Linked DNA regions of Mus musculus: region 1 is linked to region 2. Evidence: chromatin contacts called from public HiChIP or PLAC-seq data. All regions are on one chromosome and are shown on one strand. The core of a region is the stretch at or near the end of the contact, and the rest is flanking DNA. Distances in the headings are between cores, read along the strand shown.

Region 1 (2,700 bases), core at 23-2,522, 640 kb before region 2:
CACTCTCTGCAGGCAAGCTCTCCTCTTTCAGGGAAGGTGCACAGATATCTGGCATTCGGACTTGCCTCCTAGCAGAAGATGAAGGCCCTAAACAGGGCCTGTCCCAGAAGCTTTTCGCTTCTGTAGTCCACACTCTAACCTTTGCAATCTAGTCTTGGTGGAATCCAGGAACCAAGATGTCTCCAGCAGATGCTTTGGCAACTCCCTCCTGGGCTGGGAAGACACCTCTCCTCTGGCAGGGAAGGTGCCCGTATGTCTGGAGCCCGAAACAGGGACTGTCTCAGAAGCTCTGTGGCTCTTGCCTGACCCCGAAGCTGTTAGCTTCTGTAGTCCACACTCTCACCTGTGCAGAGTAGTTTAGGTGGAATCCGGAAATGTCTGCATAGCTTTCTATTGTTATCAGCAAACAATATCTTTTGATCAAGCCCAAATTATACTTAACTTATACCAAGATGTTGAATGGAATATTTTCCCTGTGTATTAATAAAAAATGATTGTAGTTTTCAACTAAGCATTCTGTGCTCCAATCACGTACTAACTAGTCTGTTGGCCCATCGGTCCTTAATTAGAAATTGGATTTAAAAGCTCATTTAAACATGCAGAGGTAAGCACATATAAGCCAAGAACACATATACGTGCATTCATACATATACATGCATAACACCATACACTTATAAGCAAAAACATACATATGAAAACAAATACATATTTGCACACACACGCGCGCACACACACACACACACACACACACATTGTGGGGAGACCTCCTTCCAGGACAAATCTGTCCCATACACTTTCACACTTGAAGTGTCTGCTACTTCTATTTTTCCTGTTCTCCAATGATATGAAGTAAGTTGCAAACACAAGAACACACTCCAGTCCTATCTCCTAAGACATTTACATATTTGATGCTATAGACCTCTTGACACCAGCTAAGACTTTTTAATGCAATATGGAATGTGTTCCAGAGTAACATTGGCAAATGTTACTGAATATTTCCAGAGGTGCTGAGAATAACTAGGTACTCCCCAGAGGAGATAAATATGAGACTGTTAAGGGCTTTGGTTAATCCAACATCTTATCAAATGCTCTGTTGTAGCAACAGCCTCTCTTCTGTTTTCTCCTGCTGCTCACCTAGAAGATGACTCAATAGCAGACCAAGATATCAGTGGTAAAATGGCAACACTCCAAACAGCCTGTGTATAATGGCTCAGAGTGCTGCTCCAATTGCATCTTTCATCTCTAAGCTACAAATGAGTTAGTGGATTCCTAAAAATACTCCTTGGTATGTATGAGTCATCCACTTCCAATGAGAGCTGGGGAAGGTTTTCCATAGAAGTAGAAAGTGTCAGCCCACAGTGGGGTTCCTACTCCTCTTCTAAGTCTCGTAACTGACCTCAGCAGCATACTATGTTATATTTTCTATAATTCCTGGCTCCCAACATGGATAACTCAATTTATTCGTTGAAATAGGAACCTCTGTAGCAGTTTTAACTATGCCTCCCATCCCAGTTTCTGAAACAGAATGGACCAGTGCCAAGAGAGAGATGCTTAGGAGTATGAGGAGTACATATCACTTGGTGTGTGCTTACTTCCAAGTGCAAGAGGAAAAGGAAACTCAACACCTTGAATAAACAGTAGCCCTGTGCTTTGAACTAGAAAAAAAGGACCGTTCTTAAAGTCTCCCTTTTCTAGCTAAGAGTGAAGCATCAGGTTAGCCTTGGGAAAGAGCAGAGAAAGAGACCAAGAACAGAGAAGGAGACTAGTGGGGGAACATTCAAGCTATCCTACATCCTTTCTTATCTTCTAAGGTGTTTAAATACTCAAGTGGGAAAATATACCCTGTTCCCCTTGCTGCTGAGCTCTGAGCCATCTGGATTTGTTTAGCTGACACTTGATAAGTCTTAAACGTCTACTATCTTCAAGATTAGGCACACTTCATTAGTGTGGACAATGGAACACGAGAGACATCAAAGCCACTTTTTCCCAAGTCTTATTCTCTTTAGAGACAGGATCTTCCAGTGAACATAGAGCCAGGCTCTCAGCAAGCTAGCTCCAGCAATTCTCCTATGTCTACACTTCAAGCACTGAGGTTTCAGGCATGTATAGACACTGGCAGACTTATACATGGGTGCTGCAGACTTCAACTCAGGTCCTCACACTCGCAAAACAAAGACACATGCCCACTGAGCCCTCTACTGATCTCTCAAAACCATATTGTAACAGTGGGACTTTAGGCATGCACATTCATGGAGGTCTGACTTGGGTGAGACATGTCTTTCCTAACACTCCTGAAATTATACAGTTTAGAAGATCATCAGCTGTGATGGTTTATATATTCTTGGGCCAGGGAGTGGCACCATTTGGAGGTGTGGCTTTGTTGGAATAGGTGTGACCTGGTTGGAATAGGTGTGTCACTGTGGGTGTGGGCTTAAGATCCTCACCCTAGTTGCCTGGGAGTCAGTCTTCCACTAGCAGCCTTTGGATGAAGACCTAGAACTCTCAGCTCTGCCTGTGCCATGCCTACCTGGATACTGCCATGCTCCCACCTTGATGATAATGGACTGAACCTCTGAACCTGTAAGCCAGCCCCAAGTAAATATTGTTTTTTATAAGACTTGCCTTGGTCATGGTATCTGTTCACAACAGTAAAACCCTAACTAACATACTGGCCATAGAAGATCACTGTAGTGCATGGTA
Region 2 (2,700 bases), core at 1-2,500:
TTCAAAGTAGGGTCCTCCTTACGGAAATGGTGACGTCTGCAAATAGGCAGCAATTTCACAGAAGGCCATTCCTTTGTCTAGCTGATTTCTGGTTAATTTGAGTTTCCTTCTTATGTGTATGAGTGTGTCTCTGTATGTATCTCTGGGGCATGTAGTTGTATTGGTGTGTGTTTGTGTGTGAGTGTGTGTGTGTGCACATGTGCACAAATGTGTAAGCTGTCTGGCACTTGAGCATCATTCCTCAGACACCACGGAAAAAGTTGTCATACTGAACTAGAACTTCTCCAAGTAGAGTAGGCTGGCTGGCCAGGTAGCCCAGGCAGATCTCTCTATCTGCACTCTCCCACCATCTCTGTCTGCTTTATATGGATGCTAAGGATCAAACTTGGGGCCTTACATTAGTAAGGCAAGCCCTTCAGAGCCAGAGCTACCTAACTAGTCCCTAGTCTTTTCTCTTCAGTAAGGATTTCTCCTCTACTCCCACTGGGTCCCATTGTGTTGCATGATTTAACATTTATTCTAGATGTGCCTTCATCCAGCCTTTATCTGTTATTGTCCTGGTGGTATCCACTTGTGAGCTAGGAAGAAACATTTTTCCCTTTCATACCTTTTCCCTTCAAAGACAGTCCTGGCGGTTTAGGATTCCAGAAGCTTAAGAATCCTGACAATGGGAAGGAATACGGATCTTCAGGAGCCCAGATACTCTTCCAGACCCCTAAAGAGTTGCTGATAACAGTCTTAAATGAAAGCCAGGCTATAGCCAAATCAGCTAATCTCATCTCTGGCTGTCTGAAGACCAGGACCCCCCAGGATAATCCAGGCAAACAACAGAAAGGACTTTGGTAGCTAGACACCAGAGGATCTTCCGAACCTCTTTGAAGTTTGGGGCCTGATAAAGGAGCCAGGTCTCTAGGTTTGCTGTTTAATGTGGTCCTTGCAGCTTAGCTTGGAGACAGGTTCTTTCTTCCTGGATTAATAGTAACCTCAGCACATAGGGTTGGGATGCCACTGAAGACAAGAGAAATGAATATCTACTGGGATATTGAGGTGAATGAAGATAAGTGTGGATTGTGTATATGAAGGACCCTCACCTCGCTCATCATATGTAGGCTGTTTATTTGAACAGCCAGACAGCACTTGCCAGTACCTCTGGGCTGTCTCCTGGTGGCTGGGTATCTGTATGCATTCTGTGTTTCTGCACAGCTCAGCTGTGTGAGTCACAATGATCCCGTCTCAGACAGACAGTGATTAGGTCTGTGACTCAAATAGCACCATGCATTCCATTTTGTCTGCGCAGGATTGTACTACCTGATACCACAAGTAACAGCTCAACCTGCCGAGGCAATCACTTTGAGTTTTATAAAGTTCTTTGCATGAATCACAGCAGAGAATGACAAAAAAAAAAAAAAAAAAGGAAAGATTTTTTTTCAGTATTCAACTCAACTAGAACCGTCAAACAACTATTTCATTTCTAAGTAAGTTGTCTTAGACTCTCCTTGGGTACATTATAAAGTGAAGTTTGAAGGGTGATGTTGTAACATAAGTAAATAGGAACACGGCTGTGATTCAGCAGGAACCAGACTGTCTCTCAGAGTTCAAAGTCTGCTATCCTGCGCAGTGAGCCCTTCTCCTGGTGAGAATATGGAATGTATACCCACAACTTCCTCAGGTTAGGATTCTCTCAACGAATGCCAGTGTGGCTTGTTTTACCACCTGTGGAGGAGGCGCAAAAATATAAGAATTCTAAGAATTCCATTAAACTTTTATCCAACTCCAGAGACCCCATGCCAATACATTATTTTTTGTTGGGGGAGAATTGGTTTTCATTCATTGCCCATCAGGATTCAGATATGAAGCTCAAACCTTCACAAACCATAGTGAAGACCGAGGCAAGGCTGCCTCTGAGTAAGGCAGCACATGCGTTATTTTATACTCCTGGAGACACTGACATAGATGTAATTAATGCTCTATTAGCTAAGGAAACTGACGCTGAGGCTGCAGCTACATAGGGTCACATATCACTGGATTCTACTTGCAAACCCACAAGTTAAAGTTTATCATCAGGCACACTGTTTTTCCATTCTCATAAAAATAGATACAATTTTCAAGAAAACAATGCTTTGTATGAGCTGACTCCAGAGCAATGTCTAGAAATAACTTAAAGGCCTAGGATTATATGCATAGAAACATTTCTTATATATGTGATGTATTATTTTTACAATTTATATATGAGTTATGTTTATATATTAGACTTTTTTCTTGGCTTCTTTCTTTCTGTTACTTCTACCCCTCTCTTTCTCCATCTCTCCTACCATCCTTTCCTTTGCCTGCTCTCCCTTTCTCCTCCTTTTCCTTCTGGTTTTCTTTCCTTCCTTCTGTCTTCCTTTTTGACAGGATCTCATGTGTTTCAGCCAGTCCTTGAAATTTGCTATGTAAACTAGAATGACCTTAAAACTTCTCATCTTTTTTTCTCTACCTCTGCAAACAATGCTGAGATTAAAGGGAAGTGCCACCATGCCTTTTTGCCATTGTCCTCTTCCTCCTCTTCTCCCCCCTCCTCCTCTTCTTCTATTTCTTTTTCTTGTTCTTCTTGTTCTTGTTCTCCTCCTCCTCCTCCTTCTTCTCCTGCTCCTCATCCTCTTCCTCTTTCATTTGTTTTGTAGTGGGAATGGAATGCAGGGCTTCATACACACCCACCAA

Evidence for each region. HiChIP or PLAC-seq counts read pairs in DNA pulled down with a chosen protein or histone mark.
Region 1: an HNF4G HiChIP or PLAC-seq map of pancreatic cancer cells shows a contact between it and region 2. The contact joins two enhancer-like sites. A contact is called at or near these places in 1 of 15 datasets of contacts at CTCF or cohesin (the NIH/3T3 cell line) and 2 of 115 datasets of contacts at active chromatin or transcription factors (bone marrow-derived macrophages and pancreatic cancer cells).

The regions. Positions count from the first base shown.
Region 1 is chr13:5,247,624-5,250,323 of GRCm38.p6, forward strand. No RefSeq gene overlaps it. Among named protein-coding and RNA genes, the nearest start is that of Gm40659, 9.8 kb to the right of the region's middle. Within about 2 kb of position 1,273, at least 45 of the 459 cell types and tissues checked have an H3K27ac peak or open chromatin away from gene starts, as enhancers often do. A contact at or near this core is called in pancreatic cancer cells, where this site is marked.
Region 2 is chr13:5,891,666-5,894,365 of GRCm38.p6, forward strand. No RefSeq gene overlaps it. Among named protein-coding and RNA genes, the nearest start is that of Gm46401, 23 kb to the right of the region's middle. Within about 2 kb of position 1,251, at least 56 of the 459 cell types and tissues checked have an H3K27ac peak or open chromatin away from gene starts, as enhancers often do. A contact at or near this core is called in pancreatic cancer cells, where this site is marked.